2 separate regions of the Mus musculus genome follow, and region 1 is linked to region 2. The links are chromatin contacts, called in public HiChIP or PLAC-seq maps. All regions are on one chromosome and are shown on one strand. Each heading gives the region's core, a stretch centred on a gene start, on an enhancer-like site or on the middle of the called end of the contact. The rest is flanking DNA. Distances are from core to core; before and after follow the strand shown.

What was found. HiChIP or PLAC-seq counts read pairs in DNA pulled down with a chosen protein or histone mark.
Region 1: an H3K27ac HiChIP or PLAC-seq map of large pre-B cells shows a contact between it and region 2, with 3 times the contacts expected there. The contact joins the enhancer-like site here to the promoter of Rbmx2 in region 2. A contact is called at or near these places in 4 of 39 promoter capture datasets (the C10 cell line, HPC-7-derived erythroid cells, pre-B cells and 1 more), 1 of 484 Hi-C or Micro-C datasets (myeloid progenitors) and 2 of 115 datasets of contacts at active chromatin or transcription factors (the 230-238 cell line and large pre-B cells).

The regions. Positions count from the first base shown.
Region 1 is chrX:48,865,193-48,868,396 of GRCm38.p6, reverse strand. All of the region lies in intron 8 of Fsip2l (fibrous sheath-interacting protein 2-like), which reads left to right. Among named protein-coding and RNA genes, the nearest start is that of Fsip2l, 11 kb to the left of the region's middle. Within about 2 kb of position 1,731, at least 5 of the 459 cell types and tissues checked have an H3K27ac peak or open chromatin away from gene starts, as enhancers often do.
Region 2 is chrX:48,693,383-48,696,688 of GRCm38.p6, reverse strand. Rbmx2 (RNA binding motif protein, X-linked 2) reads right to left here and starts at 1,685. Exons shown (of 6, transcript NM_173376.3): 1 at 1,569-1,685; 2 at 1,254-1,369. The coding sequence starts at 1,573.

The DNA of each region.
Region 1 (3,204 bases), core at 482-2,981, 170 kb before region 2:
CTTTTTAAAAGCCTATAAAACCTAAAGAAGTTTGACAATCCTGAAGGTAAGTGGTTACTTTGGCAGACATGTGGGTAAATAGAACTTGAAGATGAAAAAGCAGTAGAAGAAAATACTGGTGTGGGAAAGGGGGAGGGGAGAACAGGTAGAGGAGAGGAATTGGTTCAGTGATATTTGTAGGGAGGAAGTATAGATATGCTTTTAGTCTCTCGTCAACTGTGTTAAAGCTCTGACTCATCAAGTGATTTAAGCCAAACACAGATGGGTGAGAGGACGGGGCTCCTTGCTTCTTGTTACTACCTATTTACTAAGAAGTAAGGTTTAGCCTTTTCCTCTCTTATTGTCCTTTTTAAAACAGAGAAGCCAGGAGTAAACATAGGATAAAAAATATAGAAAAAGTAAAATAAAGAAAAACATTTTCAAATATGAGCAATATAGAAATTTAAAAAGCTTTAATAAAGAAAGATAAAAGAAGGAAAGTATATAAGGAAAGAATTGTTAAAGAGTTGGAGGGAATGTAAGACTGAGATGTAGGGACTGGTAATATAAGTGAAATTATATTGTAGGGGACAAATTTTAAAAGTAGAGGTTAAGAAAAAGAGCAAGACCCCAGAAAATTGATCATTGATGGTAGATGGATGGATAGAGAGACAGATAGATGATGGATGGATGGATGGATGGATGGATGGATGGATGGATGGATAGAGATATATGGACGGATAGATAGGTAGATAGGTAGATAGATAGATAGATAGATAGATAGATAGATAGATAGATAGATAGATAGGTAGGTAGGTAGGTAGATAGATAGATAGATAGATAGATAGATAGATAGGTAGGTAGATAGATAGTTAGATAGATAGATAGATAAGCAGGAAGGTAAGCAAGTAGGTAAAAGGTGGGAAGAAAGAAAAGGAAAAACAAAAATTAGTATAGTAAAATATATAAAACTCAATAGTTTTTAATAGTTTATAAAATAGTTTAATAGTATATAATGCTATAATGTATATTATATATTAACATAATAATTTATAAACTAGTTTAATAGCATATAAAACTATTTTAACGAGACAAAGGGAAGCATTTTCAAGGCTAAACCTGATGAATGATGGACAGGATAAAGCAAGCGTAAAGGATTGCAGGCAGCAAGCTGGAATGCATAGCGTAACAAGTTACTGAGGTCAGGATCCTGTTCTCTAGACAATAAAGAATGAGTCCCTTAGACCCGAGTGCTCCAACCAGTATCATTTATTAGAAAAGAGAACTCCTAATGCATGAAGAGTTTCAGGACAGGACACCATTAATTGCCAAGGACTGTGCATTTTTAAATGGTTACAGAACAGAGAGGAAGATAGGAAAACTTTAGGTATGGAGTTAAAGGTGACTTGCCTTGTGGTGCATAAGATGATAGGTCCATAATGAACTAACACAATAATTGAAAGGTCATAAGACTTCACATGGGATTAGTGTCAGGAAATTCCGTTGAGGTAGTTGGATCAGGGTCTTACTTCCTAGGACTAAGTGCCTAACTGCCTAACTGCCTCTTGCTTCAATCCTCCCTAACTGCCTAACTGCCTCTTGCTTCAATCCTCCCTAACTGCCTAACTGCCTCTTGCTTCAATCCTCCCTAACTGCCTAACTGCCTCTTGCTTCTTGCTTCAATCCTCCCTAACTGCCTAACTGCCTCTTGCTTCAATCCACGCTAATAACAGGTGTCCCTAACTGCCTGCCTAACTGTCTTTTGCTTCAGTACCCCCTCAGAACAGGTGGCCCTAACTGCCCTTGGTATTGGGGAAAGAGAATTAGGGCAAAGGCAGTTACAAATATTTCAGGCTGTGAAAGACTATTGAAGACTAACAGCTGTCAGGGGTCCCATTTAGAGGTTTTTCTAATGAGCTATGGTAAAAGGTAGAAGACCTATTTCAGATTATGAAAACCATCTTGGGTCTAACGGATCTCAATCACAACACAAACTACACTCAGAAGTGCAAAAGGCTAAGGCTCTCCAAGTTTAAAGGACCACATAAGCCATTGAGTTAAGGCTTTACAGTTGAGCTTTAATGGCCTGCATGGTGGACTCCAAGTAGACTGTCAAACTTGATGGAGATAGTTAATATTTCATTGGAGTTTGTGTAGTAAAAACTAGTAGATATAAACTGTAGGGACATATCAAGATGTTGTGGATGGTTTCAAGGAAGGGATTGGAGAATTGGAGGGTTGGTCACATTTAGAAAGTTATTTTATTGAAGACACTGCGTTAGAAGAAAAAAAAACAGACTGCGTAGAAAAAAAAACAGAAGTTAGTAAAGGCTTCAGATGAGGGGAAAAGCTTTAAGAACCTGTTCTCTGAAGGTATTTACCTGGTGGGGCCCACTCTTTTCACCATTGTTACAGTGTCCAAAGTGTAAGTACCCCACAAATGAAGAAACCCAGGGAAAGGAAGCATATGGTTGTAAGTTTTCATCTAGTTTGTGCAGGTGTTGGCAAAGGGTGGATATTTTAAAAGATTGGGGGCATGTCCCAAGAATGGAGGAAGTAAATCCATAAAAGTTAAGAGGGCTAGAGAGAACAAGGGTCAGCCCTTATGGCAGGAAATTGAAGATAACAAAACATCAGTTTACTTTGTTTGAAGAGATACCTTAGGCCTTTTATAAGCTACTTATTCAAAAGAACAAGGCATTTCTTGGGTTGGAGTGCCCATGTAGAGGGTCTGGTCCAAGGTCTGAGGCAGCTGTGGGAATCCAGAAGTTAATTTGAGGATCTTTTACTGCAGAAAGGGCAGAAAAACTTCTTATAGTGTCCGTTCCAGATGGGTTTTAAGGATGGGTTTTAAGTCAGATCATCACTACATCCCCCAAGGCTGAAGAGGGCTTGCCTTCCTGATAGTAGTAAGGGCCATGTTTTTGAGCACTTGTGAATAGCTTGTTGCAACTGATCTAAAGTTGCATGATAAATAGAAATAAACTTTCTATTTAGTTGCTAAGAACTCATTAAGAAGAAAAGGTCTCCAACATAGCATTTTATTGAGGCTGAAACCACAACCATGAGAGTAGTTTCAGATCTGGATCATAGGCAAGGGGAAGAGAGAGGTTCAGGAGAGGTTCAGGCTCATTCTTGGTCAGTTTCATTAAGTTCTGTTGAAGAGCTCATTACTTTGACTATTATTTTTGGAAGATTGAAGGCTCCAGACATAATTGAGTACAA
Region 2 (3,306 bases), core at 436-2,935:
TGGTAAAATAATTCTAAAACAGACTAAAGGGCAAGCTTGAGGTCCATTGTGTTAGCATTTGAGGGAGAGCTGATAGGGAGGCAAGGTGTAAGATTCGCCAGCTACCGGGAGGAGGAGGGAGGAGGGAGCTACAGAAGGGTTGGCAGCCATGCCTTCAGAATTAGGAGGTGGAGCAAGCAGGAGTGCACAAAAATGGGGACAGAGCAGTAGCCGCAAAGGGACAGGAAAACATTTAGATGTGAGATGAGAAAGCCCAGCGTGTTAGGGGCAAGCAGGCTCAGGATTTCCGCCAGCACCCAGAGAACAGAAAGAAAGGGAGAGGTGGGGCTCAGCGAGGCCTCAGAGCAGCAGGTAGACTTAGGGCGGACATCAGCACCACCTGCACTGGGGATCATTTCCCTCCCGTGTCCCTAGCGTGTCTGGCGGTGACTGAGCTTTCCTGACAGGTGTCTACTGGCCAGATGACTTAAAGCTCTGTTGGATTATGTCTGAAGGAAGGGGCACACTAGTATGTAACATGTAGGTTTCCTGAAAATGTCCTGGTATCTACCCAGGGCCAGGGGTGTACTCCAGACTCTATTCTTTTCATCAGAAGTAGCTTTCCCTGATCCTGTCACATTTTCAGGTGGCCTTTCAAATGTTCAGCCGGAGTAAAGCTAATTTTGAATCAAGCCTTAATGTCTTCAAATCCAGCTAATGTCTGACCAGGTACATCACGGTACAGCTAAGGACTAGGAGCAGAAGCCCAGGAGAGGAGAAAAATCATTGTGAGGAAGGGCAGACACACACACGATCGGTATGTGACCGTGACGAAGAGCACAAGCCCCACAGTTTTGAAGTGCTGCAGCATGTGACCTTAAGCAAGTCCAGTAACCTGTCTGCGCCTCCGTTTCTTTGACATCGTGATAGGTTGACTGTGGAATGAACTGTCTCTGAGCAGCCAAGTAGCAAGGTTTTGAATAGAATGAAAGGCAAATACCAATTCTAAGAAGCGCTGAAGGCAACTGAAAAGTGGACCTGTGAGCAGAGGAGCTTCCAGAGTGTGAGGTGATGAGCTTGTTCAGAAGCGATGACCAGGGGCACTAAATAACCGGGGGAGGGGGCATAGGGAGGAGAGGGGAAGGGGTGGAGAGAGGAGAGGAGAGGGATGAGGAGGGGAGGGGAGGGGAGAGGGATGGAGAGGGATGGGGAGGGGAGGGGAAGGGACGGGGCGGACTCTGAAAGGCACTGCTGGAGAAAAATGGGGACCTCACCAACAAAGATCCAGGCGCTGTGCTTGTATTCCGAGTGCCAAGACACCTTTTCCGCCACTCCAAGTTGAACCTCTCGCTCATTCAGTTCATTGATCAGCTTCACCTTAGTCAGAGGGCTGCGCGGGTGGCAGGCAAGCCGGTAAGTGCGATAAGTACTTTTCCTCCCAGCCCGCCCTCTCCCTACCGAGCTTCTCCCGCCCGGAGGCCCGGAGGGCGAGGACCGGTCCCCGCCCTTTCTGGGCGGCCATCCTCAAGCCACTCTCCCTTCCGCGGAGAACACTCCCGCCCCTATCCGCAGAGAAACAGAATCCTTACTTCATATTCGCATCTTCGCGCGGCTCGCTTCAGACGACAACAGCTTCCGGGTGAGGCTCCAAAGCGCTCCCGCGACCCGAACACCCAGCTCAGATTGGAGCACGGGGCCCGCGAGGCGGAACTTCCGCCGGAAGTTCCGGCCCGCTAAGCCCTGGCGCCTGCGCAGTAAGGTGAAGGTGCTTTCTCAGGCATTCGCTCCTGTGGAGGGACAGTTCCCAAGTCAGTCCCCGCCCCCTTTTTGATGGAGAGCGATGGGGGGACCCTGTGTTCCTCTGCCAGTCGGAATTAAATGCCCACGTATAAACAAGCAGGCAAAAATTAGCATTGTCAAACTAGTACCTATCAACTAAAGAGTTAGAGAACTTAAAGGTTGTGAATGAGAGACAATTTATGCACGTTATCTCTGTTAGATCTCAAACCCCAGGCTAAGGCTCACACCATTGGCTCCTCCCAGCACTCCTCACCCTGCCCCTACCCTAAACCTCTGCCTCCCAGGGGGCGGCTCACTTTCTGCCATTTGCATTTTTCATTCAATCTCTTGTTTGTTTCCTTGTGTAGCCTTAGCTGTCTTGGAACTCGCTCTGTAGACCAGGCTGACCGCCCAACAACCCCATGAAATACAGTTACCATCCCCATTTTACAGAGGAAAAAAACTGAGCTTCAAAAAAATTAGCTTGAAGGTCTAGAGAGGTGGCTCAGTGGTTAAGACCATTTGCTGATTTTTTTCCAGAGAACCTGCACCCAAAACAGGTGGCTCACAACTCCAACTTCAGAAGATCCTCCTCTGGCCTCTGTGGGCACTTGCACTCACATAATTTCTGTCTTCTTCAGATAGAAATTCAGTTTTTCCAGCATATTTCTTAAGTAGGTTATTTTTTTCCCAATATATGTTTTTGCTTCCTTTGTCAAAAATTAAATAGGAATAGCTTTGGCATTTTATTCTGGATTCTCTTATTCTATTTCATTGATATTAATGTCTACTTTTATAGCAATACCAGGCTGTCCTTATGACTATAGGTCTATAGTAAAATTTGAGGTCAGGTCCTATAATGCTATCAGCATTGTTCTTATTCCTTGGGATTTCTTTTCTACCTATTGTCTTTTGTAGTTCCATATCAATTCTTGTGTTATTTTTCTAAACCTGTGAAATACATCAGAATTTTGAAAGGTGTTGCATGAAATCTGCAAATTAATTTTGGAAGTATACCCATTTTCACAATATTTATTCTACCAATTCAGAAGCATGGAACTCTCTTTTTCCCCCTGAGACGTGGTCTCACTATAGAGCTTGTGACTCTCCTGGCATTCACTTTGTAGAGCGGGCTGGCCTGAAATTCACAGAGATCCACCTGTCTCTGCCTCCCAAATGTTGTGGTTAGAGGCAGTATGGAACTCTTAAGGTAAGAGACAACATGTAATATTCTCTTTTGAGGCTGATCAGAATATTACGTCTCCATCATTAGGGCCAGAGGTAGAACTCAGAATCCATTCTTTTAACAAGAGGAAGTAACTTTCTCTTAATGAGCTTTAACAAGGCTCTGATACCTCCACCTTTACATATGGCATTCTAAACCTTAAAGAAAGGAAAGATTATTCTAATGGAGGGGCCCATCCTCCAAACTTACTAATGTCTGTCTAGCTACCTAACAAAGAGAAAACATGATGACACATAATGTGTGATATTACCCCATATAGAAGATTTCATTCATCCTGCATATGTCTCTATCAGCATCTGGTC